Regions from separate parts of the Sus scrofa genome. Here region 2 is linked to region 1. The links are chromatin contacts, called in public Hi-C maps. All regions are on one chromosome and are shown on one strand. Each heading gives the region's core, a stretch centred on a gene start, on an enhancer-like site or on the middle of the called end of the contact. The rest is flanking DNA. Distances are from core to core; before and after follow the strand shown. Region 1 holds the start of IL4R (interleukin 4 receptor). Region 2 overlaps NSMCE1 (non-structural maintenance of chromosomes element 1 homolog).

The links. A called contact is a pair of places that touch in the nucleus more often than the background predicts.
Region 2: a contact with region 1 is called in a Hi-C map of subcutaneous adipose tissue, with 2.1 times the contacts expected there. The contact joins the enhancer-like site here to the promoter of IL4R in region 1. A contact is called at or near these places in 13 of 47 Hi-C or Micro-C datasets (embryonic fibroblasts, fetal heart ventricle, fibroblasts and 6 more) and 2 of 2 datasets of contacts at active chromatin or transcription factors (alveolar macrophages and skeletal muscle).

The regions. Positions count from the first base shown.
Region 1 is chr3:19,548,565-19,553,907 of Sscrofa11.1, reverse strand. It overlaps IL4R (interleukin 4 receptor), which reads left to right and starts at 2,013. Exons shown (of 9, transcript NM_214340.1): 1 at 2,013-2,082; 2 at 4,312-4,471. The coding sequence starts at 2,013.
Region 2 is chr3:19,628,302-19,633,644 of Sscrofa11.1, reverse strand. The region is part of intron 2 of NSMCE1 (non-structural maintenance of chromosomes element 1 homolog); the gene reads right to left. Among named protein-coding and RNA genes, the nearest start is that of NSMCE1, 21 kb to the right of the region's middle. Within about 2 kb of position 2,399, at least 38 of the 83 cell types and tissues checked have an H3K27ac peak or open chromatin away from gene starts, as enhancers often do. A contact at or near this core is called in alveolar macrophages, liver, mesenteric adipose tissue and 3 more, where this site is marked.

The sequences.
Region 1 (5,343 bases), core at 764-3,263:
CTTTGCCATCGTGCTGCAGGATGCTGTGGGGGTCCGTGATTTCGGGAGAGGGAAAGTGTCTGGGTCTTGGGAAAGGAAACCAGCATCTCGGCCCCACCGCCCCACCCCCACCCCTCCTTCCTTGGTCTTCAGGGCAGCTCTGCTGGAAAGGCAAGTTGGGGTTTTGAGTGGATACCAAGTCTTTGAGCCTTCCAGCCCCGTGCCGAGTGCCTGATCAGCCCCACATCATGTCACATCATGTGATTGTATTCAACAGATATTTCTTGAGCACATGCTGCGTGCCAGGCATTGTCGCAGGTACCAGGAGTTTGACGCACAATTGAAAGAATGGTCTGCCACTGACCTTTTGCCTCCAGGGCACTTTTTTTTTTGGCGGGGGTGCCGCACTCACAGCATGTGGAGGTTCCCAAGCTAGGGGTCTAATCGGAGCTGTAGCCACCAGCGTACACCACAGCCACAGCAACGTGAGATCCAAGCCACATCTGCGACCTACACCACAGCTCACGGCAACGCTGGATCCTTAACCCCCTGAGCAAGGACGGGGATCAAACCTGCATCCTCACAGAGACTAGTGAGATTTGTTTCCACTGAGCCACAATGGGAATCCCTGTGGGGCACTTTTTGAAAGGAACAGGCTACTTCCTGTACAAACTGTCCCTGAGCCTGGGCTTGTCTGATGCTTCCACGTGACTTGGGCGGGGCAAGGAGGGGCAGGAGACCCAGGGAAGGGATGTCACATTCTTTCAGGGGCTCTGTTTTCAGAGAGGTCATGACCTTGATTTGTCCCAATCCCCGTCATGTTAACACTGACCATTTGGTTAAGGTGATGTCTGCCAGGTTTCTGTAAATAAGATTCTATACCATTATGTATATAAAGTATTGTATATCAAATATATAAAGTTTGAGGAGTTCCCATTGTGGCGCAGCAGAAACAAATCCAACTAAGAACCATGAGGTTTCCGGTTCAATCCCTGGCCTCGTTCAGTGGGTTGAGGATCCGGCGTTGCCGTGAGCTGTGGTGTAGGTCTAAGACATGGCTCGGATCCTGGGGCTGTGGTATAGGCCAGTGGTTACAGCTCTGAATCGACCCCTAGCCTGGGAACCTCTGTATACCATGGGTGCGCCCTTAAAAAGCAAAAAAAAAAAAAAAAAAAAAAAATTAGTAAATATTTGACTCATTAATTAATAATAATTAATATGAGTTTGTGGAGAAACCCTTAGAGGCTGCTTGATGCAATAGAGCTGTTCCTTCCCCCCAGTTATTCGTCCATATCACTGCGCGCCCTGCACCCCCACTTTAACTCTTAAGGGTTACAGCTGGTTATGGTACTAGTCATTGCCATACTCTGGTTTTGCCAGTTTTGGTCAATAGACGCCTGTTCCAGCAAGTTCCTGGGTCTTTTCTAGAGATCCGTATCCATCATTCCTGGAGCACCTTTTGAACTTCCAAAAAAATCTGAGGGCTTGCTCCGATTTAGCAGACCATGGGTTTCTTTCGAGAAGTGTCTCTCTCTTTTTTTTGTTGTCTCTTTGCCATTTCTTGGGCCGCTCCCATGGCACATGGAGGTTCCCAGGCTAGGGGTCGAATTGAAGCTGTGGCCACCGGCCCACGCCACAGCAACTTGGGATCAGAACTGCGTCTGAGACCTACACCACAGCTCACAGCAACGCTGGATCCTTACCCCACTGAGCAAGGCCAGGGATCGAACCCGCAACCTCATGGTTCCTAGTCGGATTTGTTAACCATTGCGCCACAAGGGGAACTCCTCAAGAAGGGTCTCTTGGGACAGGTGTTCTGTGGCTCTGACTCTGGGCTTGGTGAGGCTGTGTTGTGTTTCAGGACCGTGCGTTTGAGCTCTGGAGCACATGGTGGGCTCATTGTTGGCTGGGGGAGGGTTGTACTTGGAGTAAAGTGAGCCCTGAAACCTGCTCAGGGATGATGGGGATGGTGGGAACCGTGAGTCAGCACTAACCAGCTCACTTGCTCTCAGCAGGCGCTGTAGGAGCTCCCAATGGGGTGCCTGTGCCCTGGGCTCACGTTCTCCGTGAGCTGCCTGATCCTGGTGTGGGCAGCAGGCTCTGGTAAGTCTTCCCTCCCTCCCTCCCTCTTTTCCCCCTCCCCTCCCCTCCCCCTCCCTCCCCTTTCCCCCGCCTCTCCCCCTCCCTCCTCTTTCCCCCCGCCCCCTTCCTCCCTCCCCTTTCCCTGCCCCCTCCTTCCTCCCCAGTTCCCTCCCCCTCTCTCCTTCCCTTCTTCACCCTTCCCCCTCCTTCCCCTTCCCCTTCTCCTTCCCCCTCCTTCCCCTCCCTCTCCCCCTGCCCCCTCCTCTCCCCCCTTTCCTCCCTTCCTTCCAAAACCTTTATTGATTATTTACACACCAGGCTCCCGGGATAATCAAAGAACAAAGCCCAGATCCCCTGGCCTGGAGGGGAATGCCTGGTAGTGGGAGGGGACAGGCCATGGCAGAGGGTGCTGATTTAAGGAAATTCTGAAGGTCATTCGAAGGTGATGGCCACAGACAAAATAGAACCACCAAGCCAGGAGGATTGGGAAAGCTGGGTGGGGTCGGAGGATTGCAATTTCAGATACTTGCTCAGGGCCCCGTCCTCTTGGAGTCCCAGCTGAGCCAAGATCAGAAGAAGGGGAGGCAGGAAGATATTGGGGGAGGAGCGTGCTCAGCAGAGGCCCTGAGCCCAGAGCCTGTCTGGGGTGTCGGGGAGACCGAAGGAGGCGGGAGTGGGGGAGTCAGTGAGCAGGAGGAAGGAAGAGCTGGAGACGCCTAGTAATGGGGCGACGACGAGGCCAAGGATTTGAGCAGAGGAAGGACGTGCCCTTTCACTTTACCGAGGGTCCCTCTGGCTTTAGCAGAGGGATGGGAGCTGGAGGCGGGGCGGGGGGCGGGGGCACCGCCGGGGGAGGCACTGCTGGGTGACTGGGACCAGCAGAGGAGATGAGCAGGGCACTGGCTTTTGAATCCCTCTGAAAGGTAGATTTGAAGACAGATGGGAGATGGGGGTAAGGAGAGCGAGAGGTGGCAAGACTGATCCCCATTTTTCTCACCTGAGTGATGGGGAGAAGGGACACAGTGTCATTTCTTTCTTTCTTTTTTTTTGGGGGGGGGATGCTTTTTAAGGGCTGCACCTGCCGCATATGGAGATTCCCAAATTAGGGGTCGAATCGGAGCTGTAGCCGCCAGCCTACATCACAGCCACAGCAACGCCAGATACGAGTTTGTCTGGGACCTACACCACAGTTCACAGCAACGCCGGATCCTTAATCCACTGAGTGAGGCCAGGGATCAAACCTGCGTCCTCGTAGATGCTAGTCAGATTCTTTTCTGCTGAGCCACGACGGGAACGCCGAGGGTGTCATTTCTGAGATGCAGAGGAACGTGTGTTTTGGGGGGATGGGGGAATCAGGAGTTAATGTTGGGACATGAGGTGAGTTTGGGATATTTATTAGAAATCAAAGACTCCTTAATGTGGGGAGTCCTTTATCCCGGCAACAAAGACAGGTGTTTCTTGTTTGGCTTGGGGTTTTTTTTTTTGTCATTTTTCATTGCCCTGCAGCATATGGAGCTCCCGGGTTAGGGATCATAGTCGTAACCTAAGCCGCAGCTTGACAACACCAGATCCCTAACCCACTGTGCCAGGCCAGGGAAGGAACCCAAGTCCCAACAGCTCCCAAGATGCTACCGATCCCATCGCGCCACAGCGAGAGCTCCCAAATGCAGATTGATGTGAGCTGGGGTGGTCCCAGGGCTGAGCCCTGGAGCAGGAAGTCACCTGCTGTCCACAGCTCCCCCAACCATTGGGCAAACCCAGGGTACATCTGGCTGGGTTCAAATCCCAGCTCTGCCTCTGACTCGCTGGAAGAAGTTCCCAGCCTCTCATCCCAGCCTTCAGTGTTAGCTGAAGCCAAAGGATGAGAGGCGACAAGGCCATGAAGTCAGTCTCTGGTGCTCAGAGTGCGCAGAGAAGGCTGGAAGATAGACCCCCCTGCCCCCAGACTCACCTATTTTTCCTTTACTTGAGCCAAGAGCATCTAGTTGAGTTGGCACACGATAAAGGCGCATTTGATCTGTCCCTGCTGATGGACCCTGTCCCCGCGGGTATTTCTTCAGCTACAGGAATCACCCCAGTGCCAGCTGGGAAGCTCCCAGGGGTCTGGTCCTGCCGCCCCCTCATGGGGACCCTGCCTGGGGCGGTGGTTTCACTGCTTTGGGATGGGCCCCTTGGACTGGTTGTCAACGGGTCCTGCCTGGGCTGGTTTCTGACGTCATCCTTCTTGATCACTGGGCTTCCGCTGCTCAGGGGTCACCTGTGTCTCCCCAGGGGGTGTCAGGGTCCTGGAGTGGCCCATCTGCCTATCCGACTATGTCAGCACCTCTACCTGTGAGTGGAGGATGGCCGGGCCTGTCAACTGCAGCGCTGAGTTCCGCCTGTCCTATCAGCTTAAATTCTTCAACACTGAGTAAGCCTGGACTCGGTCGGAAGTTGGGGGAGTTTGGCCAGGGGTTTGCCTGGCCCCGGGGGTGGGGGCGGGGGGGCACCTTGGGGTGTGCGTGGCACGTGAATGTCATGGAATCCTGGACTAGAGCAGCAGCTCGCACACTTTTTGGTCTCAGGACTGTCTTGCATGCTGAAAAATGAGGGTGGACTGGCGTTCCCATTGTGGCTCAGCGGGTTCAGAACCTGACTCGTATCCATGAGGCTGCAGGTTCGATCCCTGGCCCTGCTCAGTGGGTTACAGAGCTGACATTGCCATGCGATGGGGTGTTGGTGGCAGATGCAGCTCGGATCTGGCGTGGCTGTGGCTGTGGTGTAGACCGGCAGCTGTAGCTCCTATTTGACCCCTAGCCTGGGACCCTCCATATGCTGCAAGTGTGGCCCTAGAAAGAAAGAAAAAAAAGAATGAAGACCTCAAAAGCGCCAGCCCGGGTAATTGATTGATATTCACCCTGTAGGAAATTAGAACAGATGTTAAATCACAACAGCTCTCAAGTCCACGTGCAACAGGCCATCCAAGCCATGACATCATCACAGGTCATGTGGCCTCTGGAAAAGTCCACTGTACGCTTGTGAGAGAGAGAGAGTGGAAGTGGCAGCTAACGTCAGAGTTTTATTATGAAAACAATTTGACTCCGTGGAACCGCAGACCATACGTTGAGAAGCTCTGGGTTAGATCATTGTTTGGGGGTGGAGTTTACTGTGCTCTGGGTGGACCGTGGAACTCGGGATGTGTTTTTCCAGATGGTTCACTGGGATAATCCACAGTACAGGGGGACAACCAGCGTTATAGCGGGTGCCCCGGACATGACCCAGTATCCCAGGCACACAGTTATA
Region 2 (5,343 bases), core at 1,150-3,649, 79 kb before region 1:
CGAGGAGCTGAGGAAGGGCTGCGGGGAGCAGCTCTGCTGTGTGCCTGTGCCGAAGCTTCTCCCAGGCTCATCTGAGCAGGGCCTATGGAGGCTGACGAGCCAGGTGCCCACAGAGGCCAGGCGGGGAGTAGAGAGGTGGACAGCAGCGGTCACAGAGGGTGAAGTGAAGAGGGGTGTCCCATTGACAGAGGCATGGCTCTTCCGGTCTAGCCACGTGCCTACTATTTGGATTTTTATCAGCAATCTCCTGGTACTTGTTTTTTTTAAACATGGTAATTAACACTATAATCTAGCCACGCTTGTACGTGAGATCCCAATGATACTCTACCAGTTTTCTTTTTTTTTGTTTTTTGTCTTTTTAGGGCTGCACTCGCGGCATAGGGAAGTTCCCAGGCTGAGGTCCAATCAGAGGTGTAGCTGCTGGCCACAGCCACAGCCACGCGGGATCAGAGCCACGTCTGCGACCTATACCACAGCTCACGGCAACGCCGGATCCTTCACCCACTGGGCAAGGTCAGAGATTGAACCCTCATCCTCATGGATACTAGTCGGGTTCGTTAACCACTGAGCCACGACAGGAACTCCAGTTTTCAAATTCTGATGTGGGCTGAAACCTTGCCATAAAGAGATTATGGAGGCCACTCTGTCCCCTGACGAACCAGATAAGGAGGGGCTGTGGTTTCTCACAGAGGCTGGACAGTGAACAACTCAAAGGAACAGGCTGTGTCACACTCACTCTTCGGAGAGACTGAATTCACAAACACATATCAAAACAGGACTCTGACTCACAATCTGCAACCCAGCAACCAGCTCAGGGAGCCACCCTTTATCTCAACTGACCAGCCCACAAAGCCAGCCTGCCACCTGCAAGTCAGACTGGTAGGCAGTCAGACCACTATTTCTAGCAACCGATCCAGGAAACAAACAATAATCCCTGTAAATAATCGGCTCAAAAATGACCAAGTCTTGATTACTAATTGACAGCACCCCTAATTCTTGTCCCTGCTTCCGACTTAGGACCAATCAGAGAAAGGCAGGTTCGCTCCCCTAACCAATCACAGGACGTCCTGCTTCTAGATAGCCCGCCTCCAGCTTCCCAGGGCTGATGGCCTCCAATCAGGACACAGCGGGAGCCTCGCCTTTTCTCCGCTGTAGAGCTTTTCCACTCCTCTGCCTGCCGTCAAGTCTCCAAAACCCAAGCAGAGGCAGTCCTTGCTCGAGCAAGCTCTGAACAAACAGCCCTCGTCTGTTCTCGTTTGGGTGGTCTTCGCTATGGCCACACTTTGTACGCGTGGGGCTTGTTAGGAAGGTGGCTGGATGGCTTGTGCAGGCCTGCGGGGTCGTCGGAAGGATGGCTCTGGCCACTTCTATCAGGTCACTGCACCTTTCCTCTGAGTCCCCAGCAACCTGCCCCTGGAGTATGAAGCAGCCTCCTATGGTCTCCCTGACTTGTCCTCCACCTGCAGCCAGGCTGGGGCTGGGCACCCCCACCTCCACCCCCGCATCACCTTCCCCAAACCAGAAGCCAACCAGTGGCTCCCCTCACCCACACCTGCACTGCGGGGCGGCCCCCTGGCTGTACACGCAGCTGGCGCCGGCTGTTTCTGTCACTCACACCCATCTCAGCACCTGCACTCGTGATCTCCTTCCGGAGGATATGGGGACCACACTTTCTGGATTCTCTGAGAATATCCCAGCCTCAGATTCAGCCTTGGAGTTCCCACTGTGGCGCAAGGGGATCGGCGGTATCTGGGGAGCACCGGAAGGTGGGTTCGATCCTTCAATCCTCGGCCCAACACAGTGGCTTAAGGATCTGGCGTTGCTGCAGCTGCAGCTTAGGTCATGACTGTGGCTCCGATCTGACCCCTGGCCCGGGAACTAACTCCATAGGCCACTGGGCAGCCAAAAAAAAAAGCGGGGGGGGGACGTGGCCTTATGGGCTACATGACAATTTCCATCACACGACCCACGACCTCATGGATCTTCTGAGTCAGCACACCTGCCCCCCAGCCCCAGAATGTGCAAGGAGATGATAAGGCCAGGGACCCACTAGGAAGGGAAGGGCGCGCAGGGAACTGGTAGCAGGAAGTACTCTGTGCCAGGTACTTCACACAAGTTCCCTGTTTAATCCTCACAGCTTTTCCATGAGGTAGATAAGACTTCCTTTATAAAACAGAAAGCTGAGACTCAGGAAAGGAAAAAAAAAACAAATACACTCTCCTAAGTCCCTGATTTGAACCCAGGTCTTCAGGCCGTTCCCACCCCTGCCAGTGGTGCGTCCCCTCCCAACTGAAGAGTCCCCGCCCCTCCCAACCCTCCTCCAGCTGCACACACAGCCAGCCCTGTGGTCAGGATCCAGCACAAAGTGCATTCCAGACCCGATGATGTCCACACGCGGGAGAGTGTGAAGAACGCAGGGGTTGTACTTGCCAGGGCCGTCCAGCCTTGGCTTCCTGAGCCGCAAAGTCATCAAGGGGGCGCTGCGACTTGGGACACAGCGAGTCCCTCAAGAGCCAGAGATGCGAAAGCAACACTTTTGCTTCCTCCGTGGTTGCAGGGCTTCCAGAGCCCAAAGACTCCTGGCTGAGCACGTCACAACTGCCTGTTGTGAAATTCTGTATGTTGAGAAACGCATAGAGTCACCTTTAAGATGTTACTTTTCATGCTGATTTTACGCGGCTTTTCGGTGCGGATCATAATAAGCCTGATCCCCCTTGATCAGTTGGAAACGCAGGCAGGCTTGACAGCGGGACGCTCATTACCTGTTCATTACAGCCAAAGGGGAGAAAGGCACAGTGAAATCGTCAAAAGCAGGAGGAAAAAGGGATTTGGAGCCAGGGTCCGTCTCATCCTTGCCGAGGGCTCCTTGGGAAGAGAGGGTGGGTACCAATGTGACTGCAGGTACAGGACGGAATTACTAAACTGTACGGTCAGCAGCATCACTGACTCATCCCAAATGCACGCCGTCCAGCCCTGTGCCTGAGCCCAAGGGAGCAGACATGGTCGTGCAAATCCGCATGAGAAAAACACAGCTAGGGCGAGGGCAGATGAGAGGTGTGACAAAAACGGAAAATATCTGTCATCCCCAGTGTTCCTCTGACACTTCGTTCCCTAATCTATTTTTGGCACATGCATTTCAGTTCACTAGTGCTTTGCCTGAACATTGTATTACTTATTCTGCTCACTGAAATAATGTCATCGGAATTTATTTATTTATTTATTTATTTAGCTTTTTTTAGGGCCGCACCTGCGGCATATGGAGGTTTCCAGGCTAGGGGTCTAATCGGAGCTGTTGCTGCCAGCCTACACCAGAGCCATAGCAATTCGGGGTCTGACCCACATCTGCGACCTACACCACAGGTCACGGCAACGCTGGATCCTTCACCCACTGAGCAAGGGCAGGGATCGAACCCACCACCTCGTGGTTCCTCGTCGGATTCGTTTCTGCTGCGCCACGACAGGAACGCCATCGTCTTAATTTTTCAATCTAAGATTTTGGATGGTTCACCTCATTTGTCCTTGGGACAACAGACGATTTTAAAACCCACTGAAGTTAACAGAAAACATAACAGTAAAGGACAATTCATCACCAAAGGTTAATGCTGGAGAGCAGAGCTCAGGACTTCACAGCAACCTCGCGGCCCCTTAGGAATGAGTGAAGTCAGAGAAGAAACACCAATGCCTGCTAAAACCGGGGGGTGGGGGGGTTTAAAAGGGGGTATTTACTTTGTCCCAAAGTCCCTCCCTGCAAAATACTTATGAATCACAGAGGAAAAAGAGTCACTTCACAAGCGGAGAAGCCCGGCTGGCCCGATCCTCATCAACACTGTACATCGCCCGAGAGGGCACAGAGAACGCAACCCCATTTCTCGATGAGTTCTGCCAAATGAAAAGCATAAACTGAAATCTATGAAAAATCAAACGCACGGTTACCATAGAGGAAAACGTGGCGAGGGGTGAGGGGTGGGGGGGAGGAAGGGATGAATGAGGAGGATGGGAATGACTCACACACAGCACTGTCTACGACAGATCGTTGACAAGGACCTACTGCACAGCACCCGGAAATCTACTCCATAGTCTGCCACAACCGACACGGGAAAAAAGAATGGACATGTGCACACGTGCAACTGGTTTACTTTGCTGTACACTTGAAACGAATACAACCTAAGTCAACTATGCTGCTTTAAACTTTTTTTTTTTTTTTTGGTCTTTTTGCCATTTCTAGGGCCGCTCTCAAGGCATATGGAGGTTCCCAGGCTAGGGGCCTAATCAGAGCTGTAGCCACCAACCTACGCCAGAGCCATAGCAATTCGGGATCCGAGCCGCGTCTGCAACCTACACCACAGCTCACAGCAACACTGGATCCTTCACCCACTGAGCAAGGCCAGGGATCAAACTCACAACCTCATGGTTCCTGGTAGGATTCATTAACCACTGAGCCACAAAGGGAACTCCCCTGCTTTAAACTTTTAAAAAATAAAATTAGATTTTTTTTTTGTTTTTTGCAAAAAAGCATAAATTGAATCTGATCCACAGGAAGCATCAGACAAACCTAAACCTAAGAACATTCGGCAACTGCTGTCCACTACAGCAACCACAAGTGCACAGGGCGGCTGAGCAGTGGCAACGGGGCTGGTCCAAATTAAGATATGCTGCAAGTGTAAAAGACACACTGGATTTCAAAGATGTACTACTTGCAAATATAAAATATCTCATTAATAATTCTTATTCTGGAGTTCCCGCTGTGGTGCAGTGGAAAGGAAGCAGACTAGTATCCACGAGGATGCAGGTTTGATCCCTGGCCTTGCTCAGTGGGTTAAGGATCCGGTGTTGCTGTGAGATGTGGTATAGGTTGCAGATGAGGCTGGGATCCTGTGTTGCTGTGGCTGTGGTGTAGGCCAGTGGCTATAGCTCTGATTTGACTCCTAGCCTGGGAACCTCCATATGCCATGGGTGCAGCCTTAAAATAATAATAATAATAATAATAATTTTTATATTGGTCACATTTAAGTGAGTCTATCTGGGATATTAACTTCACCTGTTTCTTTCTTTTTTTTAACGTGGCTACCAGAAAACTTTAATGACACACGGCCTTCTATTTTCAGCAGACAGTGCTGTACTACAAAGTACTTAGCCTGTAATCTTCAAAAATGCCCAAGTCCTAAGAGTCTGGGAGTTACTAGGAAATTATTCCCAGTTGAAGGAGCCCAAAGAGACCACATGTGTGTCATCTGTGAGCAAAGTGACACAGGGCCTTACAAGGCCAAGGGAAGGAGCTACACTTTAGAAACCTGCTTGTCCCCCTGCGTGACGCATACAGGTCACAAAGCACATGCCATATGT